Regions from separate parts of the Triticum aestivum genome. Here regions 2 and 3 are each linked to region 1. A link is a contact called in public Hi-C data. All regions are on one chromosome and are shown on one strand. Each heading gives the region's core, a stretch centred on a gene start, on an enhancer-like site or on the middle of the called end of the contact. The rest is flanking DNA. Distances are from core to core; before and after follow the strand shown.

The links. Hi-C and Micro-C count contacts between places; a contact is called where the count stands out from the background.
Region 2: a contact with region 1 is called in a Hi-C map of leaf, with 4 times the contacts expected there. The contact joins the promoter of LOC123155975 here to the promoter of LOC123160129 in region 1. A contact is called at or near these places in 3 of 5 Hi-C or Micro-C datasets (all in leaf).
Region 3: a contact with region 1 is called in a Hi-C map of leaf, with 4 times the contacts expected there. The contact joins the promoter of LOC123157477 here to the promoter of LOC123160129 in region 1. A contact is called at or near these places in 4 of 5 Hi-C or Micro-C datasets (leaf and root).

The regions. Positions count from the first base shown.
Region 1 is chr7B:216,074,763-216,079,507 of IWGSC CS RefSeq v2.1, reverse strand. LOC123160129 (auxin-induced in root cultures protein 12) reads right to left here and starts at 2,345. Exons shown (of 1, transcript XM_044577946.1): 1 at 1,147-2,345. The coding sequence starts at 2,262. The coding sequence ends at 1,477.
Region 2 is chr7B:215,818,708-215,823,452 of IWGSC CS RefSeq v2.1, reverse strand. LOC123155975 (type II inositol polyphosphate 5-phosphatase 15) reads right to left here and starts at 1,861. Exons shown (of 10, transcript XM_044574147.1): 1 at 687-1,861. The coding sequence starts at 1,521.
Region 3 is chr7B:215,879,251-215,883,995 of IWGSC CS RefSeq v2.1, reverse strand. LOC123157477 (cytochrome b561 and DOMON domain-containing protein At4g12980) reads left to right here and starts at 2,592. Exons shown (of 3, transcript XM_044575774.1): 1 at 2,592-3,367; 2 at 4,534-4,745. The coding sequence starts at 2,747.

The DNA.
Region 1 (4,745 bases), core at 1,096-3,595:
TTTTTTCGCTCCGAATAAAAGTGCATGTTCTTTTCCACCTTTTATAGACAGGGCAGTACACTTTGCACGTTTTGCAATGTACTACTCTCTCCGTCTTACATTATAAGATGTTTTTTCACGCTACTGTCGTGTAAAAAAACATCTTACATTATGACACGGAATAGTACTATATACTAGATGACTAGTACTTTCTTCGTAAAGAAATATAAAAATGTTTAAATCACCAAAGTACGCTTTTATACTAGTTTATGGAGGGAATAATATTTGTCTTGAAGGAAAAACATGATCTAGATGACCCCGCTGTCCAGCTACGGAGCTACCAGTAGGTCAAAACTTCATGTGACATGAGTTGTTTACATAGTAAGTACTCCTAAGTCCTAACTATAGTTTACGGAGCTACGAAGCTACCAGTTGTTTACGGAGTATTTTTTTAGGTAACAAGAGCAATGAAGACTGACCCAAGTAGTCGGGCTTGTGTCGGTAAAAAGAAAAACCAAGTTGTGCGTTTACTCGTTGGCAGGAGAGCGTCAACAAAATATCTACCCGGGGTCTCGGGCTGGACTCACTGACCGGCTCAGGAGCATTAACAAACTGGCATGAGCACATGAAGAGGCAGTATTCCCTGTTGATGACCTGCCAATGTGGGACACAACTGCCTCCTTGCTCAGTGTTCATGACTAAAAAATAAATCAAACGTGTAATGAAAGTGATGCCCTTCAAAAAAAATGAAGGGTAAAGGCCTATTTTTCGCGGGAAAAAGGCAAAGGCCTTTTTGATTCAGAATTATTGAAAAATTTGGAGGATTCAAATCCTTATGTTTTTTTTCTAGGTGTGTTGTTCGATTAGTAGAAATTGCAAACCATAAAAATTCATTTGTACTTCATACTGCATTTCCCATCAAACCCAACAAATCATGTGTTTTTATTCACACACAATAAGTGTCCGTGACACTCTAATCCGTGAATTTTGCGTTACTATATTTCAAAATCTCGCGAATGACAGGGACCCTAGTTTGACGCTGGTGCTTCTCGCTCGGTGCCCGGGCTTTAAATAAATCGAATCAGCGTGTGTCACTAGGCCAGATCGGGCAACTGCACTGCACAGAATGCAAGAGATACTACTTGCACTACCAAACACTTGCGCCTCTGATAATAAAAATTATATTATATTAGTCATAGATAAATTCAGTGACATGTCGACCACAATAGTACTACAATAATCACCGACTGCTAGCAGTACTACGTTACTACGTACTACGTACTTCTACCTAAAAACAACAGCTCGATAATGATAATTAGTACGCAAACCATCTTTTATTTCAAACGAAATTAGGAAAAAGAATAGGCAGCATAGCAAGATCGATCGACAAAAATGGAACAATATATTGTTCGAGAAATGCTTCCTCCCCATGCCCACTGCCACCTCCACTAATTATAGTACGTACTCATTCATTCGTGCTACCGCCAGGGAATGCCATCATACTACCGCGAGGAGTCCCATCAACGCGAGCACAAGGAGTGCCGGCGCCGACACGCCGACCGCGGCCGCGCCCGACGGGGACTTGCCGGCGGAAGGCGCCGTGGTCGCCGACGCGCCGCCGTCGCTGCCGGCCGATCCGGACGGCCCACCGGCCATGGGGGCGGGCGCCGGCGAAGGCGAGGTCGCGGAGGCCGCTTTGCCCGAGAGGACGAGCTTGGACTTGGAGGCGAGGTTGCCGGCGGCGAAAGCGTGCTTGTCGGGGGCCCCGGCGGTGACGGAGGTGCCGACCTGCCATATGTGGTTCACCGCCTTCATCCCGCTGTGCAGCTGCAGCTTGCCGTAGAGCCGGATCTTGCCGCCGCTGCCGGAGTCGGCGGCGAGGTCGGTGGCCGGGAACGCGATGGGCGTGGAGGCCTTGCCGAGCGGCACGTAGCCGGTGATGTTGTACGTCCTGACGGTGGGCGCGGCGGAGCCGGAGCCCTTGAGCGCCACGAGCGCCTGCGCGCCGGCCATGCCCTCGCCCGTGGGGTTGAGGGCCCAGGCCACCCACCCGTTGGTACCCGCCGGCGCCGCCACGAAGGCCAGCGAGAGCGATGACTTGGCCTCGTCGTAGGTCCAGTGCAGCGCGGCGCCCAGCTGCGGGAGGTCCTCGCACTTGGCGTACGTCTTCCCCGCCGGGAACTTCTCGGCCGCGCAGGCGCCGGCGCCGGCCGCGGTCGCCGCGCGCGTGGACGCCAGGAGGAGCAGGAGCAGCGCGATGCGGTGCGGCATCGTGGAGGCCATACGCCGAGATTCGGGGTGTCACTGGTGAGTGAGTGAGGCCTTGGAGCGTGCGAGTGCTTGGAGTGTCAGTGAGGAGGGGTGAGGACGGGTGAGGGTGAGGTTTTATAACAGGGGAGGTGGGGCTATGCGTAATTTTCGAAGATTTTAGGTGGGTTTGTGGTTAAATGTGTGTTTTCTCTCGTTGCTAGGTCTGGATTTGGTTACGTGTAATGACTAATGAAACCTTTCTAGGTCAGTGCAGTGAATGTCGGCGATTAAAAATGGGTTGAAATGAGTTGCGACTCCTGTGAGTTTGGTGTGCGCGTGCTGGCCACGGATGTCCGGCGGGGTTTCAAACGGAATCCATCAAAGATGGTGAGTGTATGCAGATGGGTTTCTGGGCACAGGCCACCCGGTGAACTTGCCCAGCTCGAAATTTCTGAAGACGTAAATACTGAGTACTAGTGTACTACTGTAATAGTGTTATTACGCATGGTCTGTATAGTATTTTGTGCTACCGATAACTCGCACTGAATTGGCGCGAAAGGGGAAGGCCATTGAAGCCAGACAAGACGATGCCTCGGCGCAGAAGGCGCCACACGGACGCGGCCACGATATATTCCCGTTGTGCCAAACGAGGAAGGAGGCAACGCAGAAGAGGCGCGAGTTTGGCGCGGTCGACGGCACGCCGGGCAACCATGCACGTGACAGCTTTCGGAGCCGGACCAGTCGCAGCACTACACCGCACCACCAGAGCCACCTAAAAGAAAGAAAGAAGATAACCAATCAATGGTCACAGATATCTCCATATGGGAGCTGGCCGAACTTCCCAAGAAACGCAGGCAATCCCAAAGAGGGAGGGTGGGCTCATTTCATTGCAAGTTTTGCGTTGCATGTGGACTGATCATTTTTCATCTTTCACGGCAAGTACGTTAAATGCGTGTGAAATATCTTCCGGCATGGATCAAAGAACTACTATTCCACGCTCATGGACCGGCTGGTTGGTTGGTTGAATGCCTCGTGCATGTTACGTTCCTGTGGCCTAGTGACCGTGCCCACAAGGGACGGCGATATTAAAAAGAAACAGTAAACCTAGCATGCAATGGTTAGCTTAGGAAACACTTCTACAAAGATGCAAGGTTACTAGAGTTGGTGCCACTGCTCGGGCGATATGAAGTTATCCTCGTTGACGGAACTGAGGTCTTGTCCCCGTCATTTGGATATCTTTTTCTTGGCCGGGAGGGATGATCATGTGGATATCATATGGTATATCTCTGCATTTATCTCGGCGTGCCAGGGGCAGCGGCACATGGATGCGTGCATGCCCAGCGCTGCGCCTGCACGCACGTTTGGACTTTGAAGGTTGACCCGTCCGTCGATCACCATGCAGATGACGAATGCTGTGACAGTTAGATGATGCATGATCCTTCCTTAATTACGCCCATGACGAATGCGGTGACAGTTTTCAACTTCGGACGATGTAGTTATGTATCAGATCGTTTAGGATGACGCACGCTGTGACAGTTCAGAACTCTATGTGATGCAATTATACGATCCACATTAAGGATGACAATGGGTAGGGTATGGGCAGGGTAGAGCAATACCATACTCACACCCGTCTAGCCAGTGGGTACAAAATTCTACCCATACCCGTACCCACGGGTATAAAACTTCACCCATACCCATACCCGACGGGTACCCATACTCATTGGGTACCCAACGAATAGAACAAATAGTACATAAGTTGTTCATAATTTTACATTCATTCATAGGAAATTTGACAAAAATCCAAATATCTTAGCTCAATAACAAGTAGATGGGTACAAGACTACTATCAAAATTTAGAAATCACAACATATTCATAAGTCAATAGGAGTAGACGAGTCACTTGACAAATTAATGATTAACTGACAACAACTTAACATTATTTTTGAAAGCGGGCAGGGTATGGGTATACCCACGGGTACAAGGCTATACCTGTACCCTATCCATGACTTAAGGGGTAGGGTATGGGTAATATCCATGAGTATAAAAGTGTGCCCATACCCTACCCATGCGGGTACGGTACCCGTGGGTACCCGTACCCATGAGTAAAATTGACATCCTTAATCCACATGCGCGTAGAACTGACACTACAGAGTGGAGTGGGTTCTACGTTGCTTCGGACGAATTGTTTCTGGTTTGAATCAGTCAGCACGCAGGGTGTAAAATCTGACCGTATGAGTTTAATACTGTATCTTTAACTTAATCTTCGAAACAACAACGCAATCAAGTAACAGAATGGAGTAACGTGGGGCTGCACACGAAGTCGACTGATTGATCGTGTAGAATGTGAGGGTGATTTGTTATTGGTAATCTGCTGTCAGCAGAATCGGCACACCTGCCTCTACGGAATGAAAGCATGATCTCACATCAATATATTATGGAGCCATTTCAAACAACCTGCCGTCCTAGATCTATATATTGACCCTATCGCCGCATTCATGTGCAAGCAGCAGCAGCAG
Region 2 (4,745 bases), core at 612-3,111, 260 kb after region 1:
GAATACTGATTTAGCTTATTGGAATCAGTTATCTAGGAGAGAGCTGAACATTCACAAGCTAGTTCTTTACAGAAGATGGAAGAGGAACTGGAGGGTAAATGAGTGACTGACTGGGTGAAATTTGTCGCTTTCAGTTGTAATAAGGGCTTACTTTCGTCAGCTTAATTCTGTTATCTATTCACTGTTATTACACTGGTTTTCTCAGGTTGAAGCAAGAGCGAGGCACTAGGTGCGCCTTAACCAGGCTGTGATACCAAGCTTGCCTTATTTTTCTGTAAATAACCTGATTGATGATTAATATCAACGTGGTTGGACATGTTTGCTACATAATTATGAGAAAAAAAATTAGAACCAGGATGTCCGTCAGTATGGGGAAAAGCTAATTTTATTCTTTAGAAAGGCTAACTCTACCGTCCAAAACTCCAACCTAAAGTAAAAAAAGGTGTAAATGTGGCAGAAGCGCCATTGCCAAGTTAGCACTTGCCAATGATGTAAAATTAGGTAATCTTAGCATTTCGCGATGACTTAAAATCGGCTAAATTGAACATTTCCAGTTATCATCACGCCTTTCAGCAGAGTGCCATTGCCGGATTATGCTCATAGCTCATATCCAGTATACAATTTGCTTTTGCTCGAAGCAGTCAATGAAAACCAAAATTGGGTGATCAAGGAAGCGAGCTTCTCACCGTATGATGTGACAACCATGGAGAGCACCGGGGTGCGGCTGTGCGCCTGCCACGACAGGGCCTCCTTGAACATGGGCGCATTCTCGCCACCATCTGCTGCACCTGCCGGCGCCGTGGCGAGGTCCATGCGCCACGACCGGATCCTCCCATCCTTGTGGCCCGTCCACACGAGCTTGTTCGCGCTGTCCACCGCGACGCAGAGCGCTGGCGGCGCGGGCACGGATTCCGTGAACGGCGCGGTCTCCTCGTCTCCCCGGCGCGCCCCCACGACGCTCCCGGCGAACAGCTCGTCGAGGCCCCACACCCGAACCCCGGACTCGGCCCCCGCCCACAGCTGGCGAAGCTGCGGCTCGCACGCGAGCGTCCGCAGGAAGGAGCACACCTGCGTCTCCCGCGGCGGATGGGGCCGCACCTCGAGCGCCGGCGGGCGGCCAGGGTGCATGGCCGCGCGCAGCGGCACGCGGAAGATGCCCTCGCCCCCGCCCGCGCCAACGAACTCCGGCAGCGCACCCCTGCCCCCGTGCTCCGACGTCGCCACGGCCCGCTCCAGCGTCACCGCGCCGCCGCCGCCGAAGGAGGCGGCGTGTAAGTACATGGACTCGCCGCCGCGGCTGTGGTGGTGGTGAGGCGGGAGCTGGTGGGGACACGACACGCTGCGCGCGGGGTCGTGGCGGTGCGCCGAGGCGGAGGCGATGGGGTCGTCGTCAAGGCTGTGCGAGCTGAGCGCGGCGTGGCGCGCGTACGCCGCCTGCGCCACCGCGTCCCGCGCGAGCGGCTGGCTGTAGGATATCCCCTTGCGCTGCGGCGCCCGCCCCCGCTCGTCGTCGGGCTCCATGACCTCGCGTCCGCGCGCGAGCGCTCCTGGTCCGTCCGGCGGCGATTCGAGCTCGTACGCGCCCGTAAGGCGGAGACGGCGGGAGAGGAGAGGCGACGGAGACAGGGGCGGAAGGGGGAGGCCGCGCCGCGCCGTGGAGGCAAGGGAACTCCGGAGCTGGTGTGACAGTGTGCGGGAAGGCTGTTTGTTTCTGGTTATATGGGTGGATGCCTCGTGGACCGGGACCACGGGGGGTCCATGGGGAGGCACCGGCCGTGGCAGTGGGAAAGTGGGGGGCGTGGGGAAGCTCCTCGCCGTGATGTTGGAAGCGGCCCGAAGAGGGAGGTTGGTGCTGCCCGGGATCGCTGCCCTGAAAGCTACGGCTTTCCCAAATGGATCAGGGTCAACTGTATTGGGAAAGGAGAATTCTTGCAGGGGATTGACAAATTGTTTTGGTGTGCAACTCATGATAGCCATTCGTTTACTGTAGCTATATATTCGCTCCCCGGCCTGCAGATAATGCTTTATTTTTCCTTTTCGACCTGATAATGCTCATGTTTGCTCAAAGAAAACGTTTATTGCACGAAAAACTAAAATCACAGCTTTTTATAAAATTGAATGCCTGGCTAATTAGGAAAAGCAAGACTAAAACAAAACTATAATCATCTCCGTGAATCGAGTGTCATCAAAATAGAGTTGCTCATAGTCTTGCTAATATTGGTCGTTTTGGTGGTAGCACCGCTTGTTGGTTGCGCCATGTATCTGAGAGTGTAGTTGAAGATGCATTAGCAGACTGTAATTCTATTACCGAGGAATAAAACACACACTTTCCTCGAAAAAAATCTAGCCGAAAATGTTCGGTTATTAGTCTTAAAGGATTGAGCGCCCACTTTCCGCCGCAGTCGATTCAGAGGAGATGGCTGGTGGGCGGAGGGCGACATGGGGTTAATTCAAATCCGACATGGACAAATGCTTGATCGAGGCATAACGTTGCCTAGGCTTGAGCTTGATGCTGTTGGTGGCTACAACAGATTGATGAGTTCCAGGAGGAGGAGATGGTGGCTATGGTGATAAGCGATACATGCTTAAAGCACCCATAACTTAAGTTTAAATGTCACCATCTGATAACTTTATGAGAATTTTATATTTATTTATACTGATGTATATATAAAAACATTCAATGTTCGTTTATGATTTTAGCGTTTATTTCTCGAGGCAAACATATATTTTGGAATTGTGGATTTTTTTAGAAAAAATACGAGGGTGATTTTTTAACCCAATATAAAGCCACATGACCTAGACTTGGTTTAGGGGGGCAGGCGCATAAACCCCTTGAGGCGTATGGGTCATGTGTCTTAGCATTCTAGAAGCTCCATGATGCTCTCCTTTAATGACAAGCTTGTCCATCAAGTTTTAGGGGATTCATAAATTGTTTCAGTTTATGAAACTGATGACAACCATTTATTTAGCTATACTAAGCATGTGCATGTGTATTACCCGGGGGCAAATACTTTTTTTAGGGTAAACCTAAGCTTTATAACTAATGGTGCTCGGGTAAATCACCCGAGACACAAACAACCACTTGAGCCGGCATGATAGAGTTCCACTCAATACATTCTTTCGGTAAACAAAGACGACCTAATTTGGTTAGTTCATGCGCAATAGAGTTTGCAGTACGGCGACACATAGAAATAACAAGACGATCATACTAGACAAATCTTGATGCAAAATAAATAGATAAATAAAATTATGTTTTGGTTTTATAAAGCATATTTTATCATTTATTAAACTCGCAAAATAGGTATGCGACGTAATTAGTCTGCTTTATTGGGTTTTCAAAGATAAGGGACTGATTGTTATTCAAAGGGGTGATGGGGAGAAAATGAAATATGGAACCTTACGTTCTTTTTAAGTACTAGAGATTCATTACTCCATCTGCTGATAATGCTCCATTTTTCCTTTTGAACTTGATAATGCTCTCATTTGCTTAAACAAAACATTTATTGCACACAAAATTAAAATCACATTTAAAAAATTTGACACAAAAGATTATGAAGTGCTCGACTAATTAGGAAAAACAAGACAAGAACAACATTTATATTCAAACCTGAAAACAGAGTTTGTGTGAAGGCAAAATATAGTAAGAAATGTTTGGCTACTAGTCTTAAGGGTTGAGCGCTCACTTTTGGCCTCTATCAACTGGGAGGAGATGAGCGGTGGGAGGAGAATGAAGAGAAGAGGAGGAAGAGAAAGAGGTTGCCCACAATGGCGACGAGGGGTTAATACAATCGCTACATGCGCAAATGCTTGATCAAGGCATGACAATGCCTAGGATTGAGCTTGATGCTGTCGTGGCTACAACAGATTGATTAATTATAGGAGGGGGGATGGTAGTTGTGGTGATAGGTGATATGTCCTTGACGTATCGGTAATTTTTGAAGTTTAAATGTCTCTATCTTATGATTTTTAATGCAAATTTTTTATTTATTTGGACTATCATATCAATAAAAACGTTCAATATCGGTTTCTGTTTTTAGCCGTTATTTCCTCAAGGCAAACATGCATTTTGGACTTTTTTTGCGGGGTCATGCATTTTGGACTTATGGAAAGAAAATAAGAAACAAAAATACGGGGATGATCTTTGGACCAATATAAAGCGACATGACCTTGACATGACCCTTGAGGGCCTAGTCGCCTAAACCCGTGAGGCGTATGGGGATCCTACAAGCCTCTTGGAGCTCTCCTTTTACCGCACGCTTGCCCATCAAGTTTTTAGGGGATTGACACATTGTTTCAGTATGTAATTGATGACAACAATTTGCTTAGCAATATTCACTAGTACTACGTATGTTAATAATGCTCCATTTTTTCCTTTTGAACTTGATAATGCTCTTATTTACTTAAACAAAATATTTATTGCACGGAAACTAAAATCACAATTTTTTAAATTTGATGTAAAGTTTTGCATGTTCATTGGCCATGGAAAAAATTCCCAACTAATTAGGAAAAGCAAGATGAAAACAAAAACCATAATCAAAGATGAAAACAATGTTTGTGTGAAGGTAAAATCTAGTAAGAAATGTTCGGTTACTAGTCTTAAGAACTGACCTCTAGCTTTCGGCCTCTGTCAACTGGGAGGAGATGAGTGATGTGAGGAGGACGAGAAGGTAGAGAGGTGGGAGGTGCCTACAATGGTGACGAGGGGCAAATGTTTGGTCAAGGTATGATGATGTCCTCGGCTTAAG
Region 3 (4,745 bases), core at 1,343-3,842, 200 kb after region 1:
TGAAAAAACCCGGGATTCAATGAGTTGTAATCTTCCATCATGGGACAACAAAGCATGGAACAATGTGAAATTCTTCCTTCAATTCTCTTCATCATCGGGGGACATCCTCAATTCTCAATGTGTTAACACCGAGTGGCAACCCCAAACATGTAAAAGGGAAAGAACCTTACTGACAACCTAAAACCTCAATAAAATCCATCTTATCCTCTAACACATTAACATGCACAAATAATTGACTTATTATAATTGACCTTAAGACCAGCATGGTCAGCAAAGTGCAGCAAAAGGTTCTAACTTGTAGTAGTTGCCTCTATTCAGCTGGAAGCACAAGAATGGTGTCATCTGCATATTGGATTACTAGAAAGGCTGGACAAACAATAATATTCAGAGGTGGCTGGATGAGAGAATTTCTCATAGCTTCATTTAGAATGGTTGCAAAAAATCAGCAGGTAGCACAGAATGTGAGTTGAGAGAGAGTTCCCATGCCTAACCCCTCTCTTGCATTGAAATTGCTTCTGTGGGACTCCATTGAGAAAAATAGAAGAAGTCCCAGAGCTGGAAAACACTTGAAATCCAATTGATCTATCTATGACCACAACCTCTGGCTTTGAGGATGTTAGAAAATGATGTTGTGTTCAATCAGATCAAAATCCTTTCCAAAGCATGGTTTGAGGATAATTACTTCCTTGTTGGATCTAAGCATTGATGCAAATACTCAAAGGCCTAGGTCAGGCAATCCTGGATAGCACCAGATTAAAAAAACATTTTTGGTTGATACGAACCAATTTAAGAATGATTCTTTGTAATATGTTGTCCAAAAGTTTTGTGATTATCTTGATGGGACAGTTCAGAAGTGAAATATGTCTGAAACCTTTGGAGAGGATGGGATTGCCCATTTTGGGAATGAGAGTAATGAAGATGAATTGACATTTCTCCGGTTCATTATCCCCTCATAGAAATCTGATTTAGCTTGAAAATGTCCTCTGCAAGTATATGCCAGCAAGCTTTGAGGAAGGCATAGTTAAATCCATGTAGATATGGAGATTTTTCTGCTAGGAAATGATTTACTACCTCCAGAATTTCCTCTTTGATGAAAGGGGCCTCCAAAATTTATGTTTCATCAAATTTGTGTAGGAGGGAATGCAAGTCAAAGAAGCTTGTGCTATTAACCGAAATACTCAAACTCTCTTTGAAACCTCTTCAAAGATTAGCTGCCTTAGCATGATGATCATTGACTTCCTCTTCGACTTCATCTTCAAAAGGTTAAACTTTCATATCGATATTTGTGTCTGCGTTTTTTTGGCAAAAGGTGGGCTAGAATTTATTAACTTATCATCCCACACAGTGTACAGACAAAAGTTTTTCCTGAAGGAAAGAAATGGCTTCATAGGCCATTTGAGATTACATGTGGAGGCTTAACTGCACAAGAAAGAGCAACAAGAGGAAGGTCTATGCAAGAAAGCCTTTTTGGCCAAAGAATTAGCAATAAGATTGTTTGCTCCTAGGAACATGGGTGACAACCTTTTAAGAGTTGAGGCAATAATAAGCAATATTAAAGAAATTTGCAAGTAAAGGTCTCGTCCTCCAATGTCTTGGTCTTTCAAGTAAATTATTTGCTTCAGCGGCATCAACCAATATCTTGCAATAGGAATGGAAAGAATGCGAGTCCCATCCCAAACTTTAACTATCGAAGCAGCTAGGAGTTAAACCCATAGCTTCTACCTGCAAAATAGAGGGGGGGGGGGGGGAAACATTCAAGGCCATTGTTTGAATGAATATTGAGTGGTCATTCTCTTCATCTCTTATGAAGCTTCGTTTCCTGCCACCGTAGGATTAAAGGCCTCAACGTAAGCCAAGAAGCATGTGGATTGCAAAGATGTATTATTGCATGGTAACGTAGGATGAGACATTGTTGAAGTCGCGCTATCTTCTTCAGAATTCTTCATTAAACCTGCATTTTCTTTGCGGGTACATTGAACGTGCATTTGATGTGGCTCTCGTGGCATAAACTACTACCTTCGTTCCTAAATATATGTCGTTGTGGCAGTGACATATATTTAGGAATGGAAGTAATACATGCAACGGCGTACACATTTTCTTTTTGAAAAGAAAATGATCTCTAGACTTCCAAATATTCCATAGAGTAGTGAAAATTGAGGCTACGTTTAAGTGGAGATGCTGAGAGGACAAGATCAGCAGAGGGATACAAATTAGTGTTTGTGCTTAATTAGCGGAGCACTTGCCAGCCCTGAATCTACATCGTCGTGCAGGAATTTGTCATGACATCAAATGTATGCACCAAATCCATGAACCTAACTACTCCTACTAGTACTAGTATAGTAGATCATCTTTCCGTACGTTACGGTTCAAGTAGGGAGTAGTAAACTGGGCAAGTCGCCGCGCAAAAACGGCAAGGAACGGACGTAAAAACGGAACGTGTTTAGCCTTTCCTAAAAGCCCCCAGACCGCGTCAACCCCCGCCCAATCATACGCGCCCACATGTCCGCCTTCCCGTCCCAAGTCCACCCCACCCTCACCGCCCCCCTCCCCCGCCTCCTCCTTTATTAACCGCGCCACCTCCTCCCCTGCTTCCCACACGCTCTGCTTCCTCCCCGACTCTCAACCCGAAAGAAAGCTCAGGCCTTTCTCTTTCCCCACACACCACCCACCAGTCTCCTCCCGCCTGAACCCCCATTAATTCCTCGGCACCGGAGAAGAGATCCCCCGTCCTCTGACGCCAGCGGCCATGTCCGTCATGCGGGTTCTTGCGCTGCTGGCGGCGGCGGCGCTGGTGGCCGCGGCGCCGGCGCGCGTGGGCGCGGCGGGGGCGTGCACGGCGGAGAAGTTCTCCAAGAACCGCGTGTACGCGGCCTGCACCGACCTGCCCACCCTGGGCGCGTCCGTGCACTGGACCTACGACCCAGCGGCGTCCTCCCTGTCCGTGGCGTTCGTCGCCGCGCCGCCCTCGGCCGGCGGCTGGGTCGCCTGGGGGCTCAACCCCACCGGCGACGGCATGAGCGGCACGCAGGCGCTCGTCGCCTCGCCCACGGGCGGCGGCGGCGCGTACGGCGTCCAGACGTTCGACATCCAGGGCACCTCGCTCGGATCGCCGGGCCGCATCGCCTACAAGACGTCCGACCTCGCCGCCGAGGTCGGCGCCGACGGCCGCGTCCAGATGTTCGGGAAGCTCGCGCTCCAGAACGGCACCGGGGAGGTGAACCAGGTCTGGCAGGTGGGCCCAGCGTCGAGCGGGAGCATCGGCATACACGCCATGGCCGCTGCCAACATGGGGGCCAAGGGGAAGCTCAACCTCGTCACGGGGGCGACCACCGCCGTCAGCGGAGGCAGCATCCTCAGGAAGAAAAACGTGAGCATTCTACCCAGAATTTATTGATTTGATTCCACATTTATGCCTTTATAAGCAAGTTTTTCGTTCCTTTCAAATGCTTTATTATATACTTTGGCTTCAGTTTGGCAATCGTAACGCAAACTAAAATTGTACGACAAGAGACATTCACTACAGAAACAACAGTATGATCAAAATATGGGGAGTAAAAAACTCTGTGAAGCTCGCAGTTTCTGGCAAAGTAACGGGGACAATTTTCACCTTTTAACATAAGCTATAATCTTATTTTTATTTTCAACTTTTCTACTCCCTCCGTCCGGAAATACTTGTCCTAGAAATTGATAAAATGGATGTATCTATAACTAAAATAAGTCTAAATGCAAACATTTCGAGGACAAGTATTTCCGGACGGAGGGAGCACGAGCGAGTAACTGTAGCTGTCGAAGCGGTTTACTGCAATGCTTAAACAGGAGTAAACCACATGAATCGGTTTTGCACTACGCTGGTGTAGTGGCAAGAACATGGAAATACCATCAATTTTGTGTGCTCCTAACGGACACCTCATAAGAAAACTGTGTCTGTTGCCATGTGAAATCGCACATGCAGATGCCTAATTAACTAGTGTACTTGTTGGTATGAGTTGACTCCGATCTGAAGATACATCCGCTCCTGGTACGTTGACTCTGTGTGTCACATGCCACATGGTTTCTTCTGTTCCATGCACTTTGAAATTTTATACACTGGGGTTGAACTTTTCTTGCCTGGCTAGATTTCTTCCTGCCTTGGTGGACTTTGATGTTTTGATCAGTCTAATTGTTGATAGCTACATCTGCATGTTCATTCATGGCATTGACATTGAAGTTCTCTCCCCAGCCTTAGCCCTTAGGCTGGTAAAAATAAATCCACTAGTCCCTATTGATACACATACATACATACTCCCTCCGTTCGAAAATACTTGTCATCAAAATGGACAAAAGGGGATGTATCTAGAACTAAGATACATCTAGATACACCCCCTTTTATTCATTTTGATGACAAGTATTTCCAGACGGAGGGAGTATAAAACAGAGGATACATTGATACACATACATACATATAAACAGAGGATACTGAAGTTACCGTGATTGAGTACTAATTTTTTATCAAAAGATTGTCAATTCTTACCCCTGTTTTTTCTTCTTCTGCAGACCCATGGAATTCTGAATGCTGTTAGCTGGGGGATTCTTCTCCCAATGGGAGCCATAGTTGCTAGATACCTCAAGACATTCAAATCAGCCGACCCTGCTTGGTTCTACCTTCACGTTGCTTGCCAGCTGATTGGGTATGCTGTGGGAGTATCTGGCTGGGCCACCGGTATTCATCTAGGAAATCTGTCCAAGGGAATCACCTACTCGCTTCA